Regions from separate parts of the Rattus norvegicus genome. Here region 1 is linked to region 2. The links are chromatin contacts, called in public Hi-C maps. All regions are on one chromosome and are shown on one strand. The core of a region is the stretch at or near the end of the contact, and the rest is flanking DNA. Distances in the headings are between cores, read along the strand shown.

Region 1 (5,392 bases), core at 2,510-5,009, 1.2 Mb after region 2:
TGATAAAATAAAATAATTATTAAACCATAAAATAACCTTTTCCACTTCTAATCTTCTGAAAGCAACAGGCACTTTGATGTGTACTGGTGTGTAACAAATATAGTAACTCTTTATATATCCTATCCTACCTCTTCTGCTTGGGAACTTTTATCAGTTAAATCTTTGGTCCTTGCGCATGTTTTCTTGGCTACAGCTGGTTTTTGCTTGGGTCTTCACATTTAAGAAAAGGAAAAGAAAAAAAGAACGCAAGCTTTGCACGGAGCTGGAATCAAGGGGTTGTGTCATCCTTAAGTTCTGCTGTTTGTTATGAGGACAGCATCAACCTGCCTACCGTTCATTTGGACTGAGCTGTTTCTGTGAGGAAAACAGGATCACTCCAAAGGGAGCACTTGCTGCTAGACAGATGGTAATCCCTACCAGTAGCCCTGCTTTCCCTGGTCACTTTCTGACCTCCTCAAGTGATAGGCAAGGCTTTCTTCCTCAGCATTTTCCCATTGTGAACGCCATCTTAAAAGTTTCCCCACCATTCCCCTTCCCTATGGCAGAGCTATGGGAGTAGTTGCTGCAAACCCATATTGTCAAAATCAAGCCGGTTTTTTTTTTTAATTCTCTTGTTATTTTGGGAGAATCTGGCTGCTTTCCCTAACAGGCCTCTTTTTGTTTCAAGATACAATCCGATTGGATAGAGACCATAGGTGGAGAGGGTGACGAGTTGAGATCATGCTCCCTTATGTATGGAAAGATCCCCAAGCATTGCCAACTTTAAAATCGGGAGCAAGTCCTCAGTGCACAAAACACATCCCTAATTAGGGCCGGGTCACTCCCCTTTTTTGGTGTTGTTTCATAATTTTTCTTCCTTTTTTTTTTCATTTTACTATCTTTGAAATGGCTTCCCCATGGGACATTTTTAAATGATTCTTAATTGCAGGGTAACCAAGTAGAATACGTCTGCTGCTGGCATGTGAATACTGGCTGAACCTGTGCGATGTAGTAATTGCTAAAGTTAGCATCTGCGACATAGGGGGCCGGCTGGTAATAGCAAGTGACATTAGCCACATTAGGAATGACATTTTGGTCAGCTAGCACCCGGATTGCCAGCATGGTGATAAGGTTTAAAGTCTGCCTTCTCTCATGTCCCATCAGGCACACCGTACTCTCGTTTACCACTCCGTGGAGGGTCATGAGATAGTCATACTTGCGGTCTTCCAAGCCCACGAAGTGGTTCTGCAAGTAGGATTCCAGCTTTCTCTGCTGCTCTCCGATGTCTGAGAAGTCAATAAAGAACCTGGAACACATGTACCTCTGAAGGGTCTTGATCTCCTCAGAGGCAGGCCTGAAGCCCCGCACTAAGAGGTTGCAGTACTTAAGCAGGCCTCCTCCTCTTATTTCCTCGGGGTTTCTGGTGGCAATGATCTTGTTGCAAAGGTGATCGAAGGCTTCGTGGAAATCACCGTAGACACTCTCGCCGATTATGGTGGGGTGAAATGTCTCGGTCATTGGGTTCTCTGAACACTCGTAAAAGAGGAGAAGAGAGTCTAATTTGATTTGAAAAGAATCTACACTGAATTCAAACTGCCTCCGGAGGGAATCCACAAACTTCAGCTCCACATTTTTGCCGCTGTTGTTTGACAGGGATATAAGGCTCCACCGGTCAGAATCATTGCACACTTTAACCATTTTCTGCACATACGCTTCCTAGGATGTAAAAGATAAAACAAGAAAAAAATGAGCAAAGCTGGAAAAGGAACAATAAATGCTTCTTTGCTGAGAATTATTTTGCCCCTTCCTGTTTGTTTTGTTAAGTTTCAGCAAAACACTACCTACAAGCTTAAACAGACTTCGGAAAACAGGGGGAAAAAATACATTTAACGAGTAGTTTTGCCGTCTGGGAAAGAGACTAGAAGTAATAGTTTGAGGCTTTTGGCAGACGCGGCAGCATACTAAGACGTTCTGTTGTCATGTCTGACTTCAAATGTTATTTTTTGAAGATGGTCTAATAGGCACAATATTCACTCGCTATCCACAGAAAGGCAGACACTGTCGTGGAGTCCGCCTCTCACACCCTTGCCTCCAACCACGCAGTTCTCCTCCCCCTTAGGCAATCAATCTTATCAGTCTCTCCAGTAACACACTACACTCACAGCCAAAGAGGAACTAAATTGCCTTCAGACAACTTTAATTAATTATACAAAATGCCACCTAAACCGAAGGGGAGGGGCACACTACTATGCCCTCAACTCGTGAATTCACAGGGAAAAGCACCAAATATCTTAAACGCTGGAGTCAGTTGAATCCAGAGTAGGAATCTATTCATATTTTCCAATACAATAAAAAACCATTGACTCAGTTCTGCTTCGGGCTGCTATTTTTCCCAAAGTCTAGATCACAAGATGACTCAAAAAAATTATTTACATCATTCCATCCTTCCACCAATCACATTATACTCTGGACACGAGTCCAGGAAGGAAAGTCAAGAGTTAAACCATAGAGAGAAGGAAGAGAAGGAAACGCAGAGGAGGAAGCAGAGTTGTGGTGCTGGAGCTCCCAGGAAACTAAAACACTCCATAGCACTCACGCACATTAGTACACTCGTGAAAAAAAGAATAAAAAAATAAATAAATGTACTCCCTACGGCCAAACGGTCCGCAGTGAGGGCAAATCCGGCTTGCTTTCTCCCCGCCCCCGGCCCGCCACTGTGCCCAAGCCCATCAGGTGGCTTTACCTTGAGAGTGAGCGGCGTGATCTTCTCCTTGTTCACCCCTTCGGGCAAGAAGTCTAACAGGCAATCCAGCACGACGTCCTTCACAGTCTGAAACTCTTCTTCCCCACGCAGGTCGGCGCAGAAGATGAGGTCCAGATCCTTGTAGCCCAGGCCGCTGTCTTGGTGCAGGACGTGACTGGCGGCCGAGCCGTTGAGGCGCACGTCGCGGACACCTATGCTCTTCTCCTCCAGGCGCCTCCGCACCACCTTCACAATCAGGCTCGGCTGCAGCTCGAGCGTGGGGAAGTTGCCGCGACCGTGGATCGGGATGGTCTCGCTCAAAATGCCGTCCAACCGCTGCACTTGCTCCCAGTTCAGCACGTTGCAGTGCGCCGTGGGGCTTTCGCAATAGTCCGAGCAGCGGTCGCCGAAGCTGCCACCGCCGCCGAAGTCACCACCCAGAGGGATGTAGGGGCCGCCGGTCAGCTCGTCCTCTGCCATGGCAAAGTACCCTTCGCTCTCAGCCATGTAGTGCCCGCCGAACGCCACTTGGCCTTGGTCAGTCCTAAGAGGAAAGAGTGGGTTTAGGGGAGCGGCAGGAAGGTGTGCGGGTGCGGGGACCGGGGTCCCGCCCAGGGGCCTGGGCTCCCCCTCCCCGATCATGACGTCCCAGGAGCTGCCCATAGGAGCCCTCCTCCCCCCACCGACCCCAGTGCCCAGCCGCGCGCCGCGCCCCGCAGAGCAGCCCCGCACCAAAAGTATCTCTGATGCATCTGGAAAGCACAAGCGAGAGTCCCGTCTGTGTCACCTGGAGGCGGCCGCCCCTTCTAGGAGCGCAGGCGAGCGAGGAACCGCGAGGCGGACACACTTCGCAGGAACTGCGAGTGCGCTCGGGGCAGCGGCCCGAGACTTCTCTGCGCCGACCCCCGCCGCGCCCTGAGCGTTCCCGCCCCTTGCCCGCGCCCCGCCCGCGCCCCCGCTGCGGTGGTCTCGGAGGTGGCGGCTCTCGACGCCGCCGATGCCACCGCGCACACTCGCGTCTCTGGAGCTTTAGCAGTTGTGCGGGGGGAAATGTCTTCAGTACTTTTTTTATACCGGGCTTCTCCGCGCTTCCGGGGCCCTTGCGCGCAGTGCTCGCCACACCCTCTCATTTGCATAGAGCACCGCCCCCCAGGGCTGGGTGGACAGTCGCCCGAGCTCAGGGCTGCTGGAGCCAGGCCAAGGTGCGCAGCCCCTGGCTAATGTGCACAGACAGATGCCTGTGGCTCCTACGTGTAGATCTGTCCATTTCTGCACGTCCGCACACACGCACACGCGCACACACACCCCTGAAGAGGAGACACTTTGCCTCAAATGTGATAGATGTCCATCAAAACTGGATCAGGGTTAAAAAATCATGCAACTATAGAAACTTCCCAAGCCTAGCCTTCTGGCCGGGTGTAGCGCGTCATTTGCCGAGTAACTCTGGGTCTCCTGGAGGTTCCCCCAACAGTGTCCGTTTGTGGCTAGACCGCCGATTCCACTAAGGACCCTGGGCCAAGTGTAGTCTCCAGAGGCAACTGATCACGCACGTCAGTCTCCGTGCGGGAGGGGGAGGGTTTACTGAGAACTGAGTTTCGATTCTCGAAACCTCCAGAAGTGCTGGGGAAGTCGGATGCCAGCCAACCAGCCTGAGTGCGCGTCCAGCTGCTGCGCGCGAGCCGGGCAGGCGCGCGTTACCTATCACACAGCTACAGGAGCTCGCGGCCAACCGGCGGGGTCTCGGAGCGCAACCCAGCAGTGCAGGAAAGCGGACCCAAGGGTGGCGGTCCTTCGGCTCAGACCCGAGGGACGAAGTGCATTCCTAGCAGTCTCTAAGATTCTCAGTTCTCGAGTGAATAAAACCTCAATGATCTAGGTAGGGTCTGGCTCCTTACCAGCCATAAAGGGCAAATCTAAAAGACGCGAAGTTTCTCCCCTCCAGCTTCAGTCGCCAGTGTAGCGCTTAAGGATTGGAAAAGGTTATCTGCGCGCTCTGGCACCACAATGTTTGCTAGAAAGCTCCGGCTTTCCCTTGTCCACTTCCTCCGCCGCCCGCTGCCTCTGTACAAAGTAATGCTTTGCAGTCCTTGCTCCAGGTAGAGGCTGTGGGCCGAGGCAGTCAGGTTAGAGAGAGGTCCTGGAATGAACAGCCATTACCCCCATGACCCTAGACAACTTCAGAGAACCAGCCTTTGAATTTAGGGAGCCCTGGCCTACAAGCCCAACCTGTGTGGCTCTGAGTTGAGGGATGGGATGCAAGGGTGTCGCCCACGCGGATCTAGCTGCGTGACAACGCCGCCCCCTGCTGGTGCCCTGTGGAGCTGTGAGTCCACAAAATGAAGACACTCTACTAGAGGCCAGGCTTTCTTAGCATAGGCCCGGCCTAGGCCAAATTGAATTGAGCGATTAAGGATCCCTGGACCCCTACATTGTTCTCAAATCCCGCTACTTCCTTTCAGGACATGTCCAACCATGAGCAGTGCCTAGCAACACATTTCGTATATACGAAATGTGTGTGTGTGTGTGGGTGTGGGTGTGTGTGTGTGGGTGTGTGTGGCAATCACACACGAGCGTGTATGGCACAGTCTTACTGGGTAGCTCCAATTGGCCTCAAAATCAACATCCTCTGAAGTGATGTGATTACGTTTGTGAGCCACCACCTTCCACCTT
Region 2 (5,428 bases), core at 1,421-3,920:
ATTATCAGCAGGGCCATGATTCATCTCTGATGATACCTTTAGATTCCTCACTCAGGAGCCCTGAGAGCAGTGTGCAGTGCCATCGCCACATGAATGGATTCTATAAGATATAGATGTGTAAAATATGAAAACCACTTGTAGCTGTCTTCCGGTTGTGGCTGGTCTGGTGGCCATCTGGTTGCTCCCCGTTTCCTTCTGCACCCCTCCTTTGGAATTTGCTTCCTTTTCCGTGCTCCCTAAATGTGTTTCCTATGCATACAGGGAGGGACACAGTGGGGTCTTATAGTGCGGGCTTGTTGTCTTTGAGTAATAATAATTGAGAAAAATGGATGTATTCTTTTTAAAAAATCGATATCAAGTTACTGGATGGCTTCTTGGAAAAGGGCATTTCTGCTGAATTTGGAAGGTACACCAGATGACCATAGCGGGATAGAGGAAAGCAAGAGACACATTTAGATGAAAAAGGTTTTTAAGAAAGCAGTGACTTGGTCCCTTTCCTCTTCCTTCCCCCACCCCCGTGCCCTCCTCTCCCTTCCCCTCTCTTCTCCCCTCCCTTCCCCTTTCCTTACTTTCTTTTAAAGGCTTGCATAGATCTGCTTGTGGCTTGGGGGAACTAGGAAAGTTATGCAGAGGGTAGGATTGCTGTTGTAACAGTGTAGCATCTACTGCAGGAAGGAGAAGGTGTTTAGGCATTAGTAAATCTCCTCAGACTACTTTATAAACTCTCTCTCTCTCTCTCTCTCTCTCTCTCTCTCTCTCTCTCCCTCTCTCTCTCTCTCTCTCTCTCTCTGTGTGTGTGTGTGTGTGTGTGTGTGTGACTCGTGCTTGCAGTAGCTAAGTCCTTCAGTGTCTCAAGGTAAAGCAGTTGTAGTTAAGCTGAGTATCTCTAGTACAAAGGCTTGTGATAGATACAGTGCATGATATTCTGCACTGTTGGGTCTTCACTGAGCCAACACTGAGACAGTTAACAACTGATAGCCAAGCCAGTAAAGACAAGAGCAAACAAGCAAAACCTAAACCGAGATACTTAACTCACAAATCTGTCACAGCCGCACATCAAGAACGAGATGGCTCAACGGCAACTCGTAGCTCATGTAACCACTGAAATGTGTGCCCCTTTGGAGAAACTGCAAGAGCTGTGGGGAAGCATATGGGTTTTCCTCTGGCCAACTTTTGTCCTGATAAGCCCTTTGCTCTCTCATGGCCAGTTTTCTTCAGCCTGGGCCTATGCTCTTAGCTACTCCAGCTGTAACATCCTGAATAACTTAAGTCACAAACTTCGCTCTGTTTAGACATTAGCACAATGGCTAATCTCAGTATTTTTGCATTCAGTAAGGAAGCTATATTCTATGGTGGTGATTCAGTCAATGAACATGTTGTTTGCTTTGCACAAAACCAGGTAGATTTTGTCCCTAAAACTAGGTCATATTGTTACCACCACAGAAGGACAAGCATGTTTCCAGAACACTGGTTCTTGCGTATCTTGGGAAGAATAGTTGCCATGGTGATCTCATAATCTCTGGAGGGAATTCGATCATGGCCTTAAACAACCCGCAAACCCACTGAACTTGGAGCACCCCTCTGCAAAGGATTTCCTTCTGCAGAAATTATTCGCCTTACTGAAATATAGTTTAATTTCCGCAGTGCTGGTTTGTCATAGCTTTGGTTAGTATTCTAACCAATTTTAATTGCAATTAAATGCAATTAGTTTGCGTTGACGACTTTCTGGGATTTTCAAGAATGAGGTTAGCTACATTCCATGCTAGCTGTTCTGCGAATATACTCTCAAATACACAGAATGCTCTACGCTCTTATTCCTACAAGCACGTTGAGCTTAAGCAAACCAGTCTAGCAAAGATGCGTTTCAGCGTTTGCGGTTTGAGACTTTCAGACTTTCAGACTTTCGGTGTATGTTTCCTAAGAGCAGGGAGCCCTCCTGTCTGTGCAAGGCTCCTGGAGAAATGACGGACGGGCAGGGCTGCACGGGCCTTCTGTGCAGTACTGTATGTGCAGTCGGTAGTTCTGAACCAGCAATTGCCTGGCGAGCAGATTGATGTGTGAACACTGTATTTACAGCACCGAGACCGCACATTTGCTCTGCAGCTGTGTTTAACGGTTATCAGTTTGGCGCACAGCGTGATTATTTTGGCGGGAGAACACACACTTTGGACCCCTTTTGGCAGTGCCGAAGTAACTGAAGTACCTGCTGTTGAGATGAGTCATGTGCACTTAATTAGATTTGCTACGTAATTAGCCTTGGAGGAAACCTAGGGAAAATCCTTGTGGGCTGGCGATTTGTTAAGTCAGATGTAAGCGTGTTCATTTTGGAGAGTGGGGATTGAAAATGATGAGATTCAAGTGCTTCGGAAACTCTGATTCATATATGCACATACTCGCACATATACGCATTTGATTATGTGTGCACATATATATGTATGCACAGACGCAGAGAGACAGGCAGGCAGGCAGACAGACAGACAGACAGACAGAGACAGACACATGCGCTTTTAAAAATGAAACTTTTCCAGGGGCGGCTGGAATGTTTACCTCAGACAGCTAGGATTTGTTTGCTCCGTGCAGCTCCATCTGTGCACGTTAGTGTCCACTTGATGGAACTTACATACGTGTTCAGCTCGCTTTCCACTGCTGCCGGGAGCCCACAGCTCCTTAGTAAGCACCCAGTGTCAGCTTCGGGGGCTGTGCGACTAAGCAGGAGCTGAGGCTGGTGTCTGTGCTCTGAGACAGGGACCCGGTACTGCACTAAAGTTTACACTGATTCTGCACTTGTGTCATCTCGGTGGCTTGCTCTGTTGCCTGTTGTTTTGGTTGTTAAAAAAAAAAAGAATTTAATTTAATTCTCAAAAAACATTTATTTAAATACTTTAGAGATCTTATTCTCTAGTGGTAGAGTCCTAAAAAAAATTCAGTTAAGTGTGGAGAACAACTATAAAATATTTACTGTGAGGAGATTAAATTTTATTCCCCAATTTAAGGCAAAGCCAGACTAAGACTTGCAAACTCTGCGCATTTAAAGTATTTCTCCAGCCTCTCAAAAGGTGGTAATATTTTAATCAAAAAAACCTAGTTCCATAAATTCATCTAAACTATCTCATAAATAAAGAAATAAATAAACGGGGGCTGGTTTCCTTTTCTTCTGAAGTGCTTTTGTGATTTGAAACTCACTATAGAAACCATCAAACTTATGTGGACAGCCCCGGGCTGGAATCAAGCTGTGATCCCACACTCACGTACTTCGCAGTGAAGTTAACTAGGAACAAATTCCTTCCAGGCACACCATACACATCTTCTCAGAAAGCATCTTCAAAAAAAAATGTCTTCAAGCCTGCAAACCCACTTGCTGTGATTCTAATTAAAGAAGGCTGTCCAGTCCCCACTGTCTGAGCCCTCTTCCTCGCTACCCTTCTGCTGCTTATGAGAGTTAAAAAGAAAAAAGAAAAAAACAGATCTCACTTCCGCTCGAAAAGAAACACATGGCTCCTGTTCACAGGTGCAGGAGTAACAAACCACGGAATCACCTTGGATCCAAGCAAGAGTCTTTGAATACTAGAGACTGCGGTCTTTCACGGTGCACCTGCATCGGGTGAGCCCCACGGGTTTAAGTCCATAGCAATGTGTGCGTACCTGTGTGAGGTTGGCTCTTTACCCTCCCAGACTGTCTCACTTGTCACCCCCACAGGGACGTTAGGAGGATTAAGCCAGACTATATAGACCGTTAATGCTAATGTATTATCAAATAGGAGTATCTGTTTAGTTACTGTTTAGGCTGGGTTAGTACTTAAGCAGCTTCTCTCTGTATATATACATGGTCCTTCCTGGAACTCAAAACGGACAGCTTCATTCTTTCCCCCCTCTGTATTTCTCCATGTTGTTTTTCTGGCTGTTCCTTGCCTGTGTTGAGTACACGTGAGACTGTTTGAGGCCATTCTCGCTTAGACACATCATTAGCTATGACATAATGACCAGTACTTGAACCCCTGTGGCCTCTGGGGTGGGGGTAGGGGTGGGGGTAGGGGTGGGGGTAGGGGTGGGGGTAGGGGTGGGGGTAGGGGTGGTGGTTTAGTACTTTCTGCTTTAGCCACAGATTCTTCATTGGAGGTCCTGATTCAATTTATGGAAGTCAGCCCCTAGCAAGTAGGATTTAAAAAGGATAAAATGGTAGTAATTAAATGTTCTGATCCATCTAAACGAAACACGCGAATGTTACCTTTATATTGCTACCGTTTCTTTAGCTCACCTCAAGTTCCTTGCTAACGGTGCCTTTCATCAGATCTTTCTACACTTAACTATAAAAGTATTAGGAGCCAGATGTCAGCCGCCAGCCACCCTTCTGTTAAAGCTGTGGTTTTATCCTCTTCGTTGGAAGTTTATCTGTTCTGAGCACGCAGCTCGGCTGTGCTAAGGCGGCATGCAGAGCTGAAATCGTCTTATCAGCACCTATTTTCTCAATTACGAAGAGTACGGAAAAGGCCATGGATTCGAGCCATCCCTGGACTCCTGAAACACTAACAGGAAACTGCAAATTCATAAACATTCAACGTGAAACGCGTTTTTGTAAGAAATAGCCAATTTTAAGACAGAAACGTCACTAGAGAGCAAAATGTACTTTGGATCATGCGTTTCATTTGAATGAGATGCTAGCAGTCGCTGCAAGGGCTGCATTTGTTTTCACAAACAGGCCACACATAGCAGGATGCTGAAGTCATATGCATCTGAATGACGAGAGTCTCCACCTGCCCCTTTGCAGCTTCTGTCACATGTCTCTAACACAGACTTCATTTATTCAATGACTGAACTTTATGAGTAGCAGCAGACAGCAACATCAGGTTTCTGACCAGACATCCTCCAAGTGATTGATGACAATATGTAACATTTATTTCTGCTGGGCTTTATGGTTAAAATTGAAGTCATCTACCTACTGGCCAGAGTCACACTACTGCCTAATGTAGCCACTAAGGTCAAACTCGAAAGGTTAGGGTGCTGTGGCCACAGAATTAACTTTTTAGAAAAGCGTTCCACTTCATAAAACATTGACGTTGTCTGTTGGCATCATACATATGTGGTAAAATGATCACTCTCTCCTGCGTTGCTTTTGGGGTGGGTGTGTGTGTGTGTGTGTGTGTGTGTGTGTAGCAAGCTCTTTTGACATTTCTTTTTAAGCATAAACAACAACAGATAAGTTTAACATGTTTAAAGAGAAGGATTTTACAAACCTTGATTTTTTTTCCAAGACTAATTTTTGAAATAACAAATGCTTTAGCCACCTTTAAAAAAAAATCAGTTTCCTGTTTTTGTTTTTGTTTCTTATTAGAAAGACAGGGACAGTTCGAGAGGACTCCGTCTGTTCTTTTTAGTTTCAGTTTACAGTTAGGTTTGAAACTTCTTAAGAACAGGTTGCAAAAGCCAGTGA

Evidence for each region. A called contact is a pair of places that touch in the nucleus more often than the background predicts.
Region 1: a Hi-C map of the Rat2 cell line shows a contact between it and region 2, with 6 times the contacts expected there. The contact joins the promoter of Tent5a here to the enhancer-like site in region 2. A contact is called at or near these places in 5 of 12 Hi-C or Micro-C datasets (the A7r5 cell line, the Rat2 cell line, Schwann cells and 2 more).

The regions. Positions count from the first base shown.
Region 1 is chr8:95,105,341-95,110,732 of GRCr8, forward strand. Tent5a (terminal nucleotidyltransferase 5A) reads right to left here and starts at 3,760. Exons shown (of 3, transcript NM_001106844.1): 1 at 3,455-3,760; 2 at 2,723-3,266; 3 at 72-1,695. The coding sequence starts at 3,474. The coding sequence ends at 919.
Region 2 is chr8:93,892,046-93,897,473 of GRCr8, forward strand. All of the region lies in intron 9 of Bckdhb (branched chain keto acid dehydrogenase E1 subunit beta), which reads left to right. Among named protein-coding and RNA genes, the nearest start is that of Bckdhb, 170 kb to the left of the region's middle. Within about 2 kb of position 2,671, at least 10 of the 93 cell types and tissues checked have an H3K27ac peak or open chromatin away from gene starts, as enhancers often do.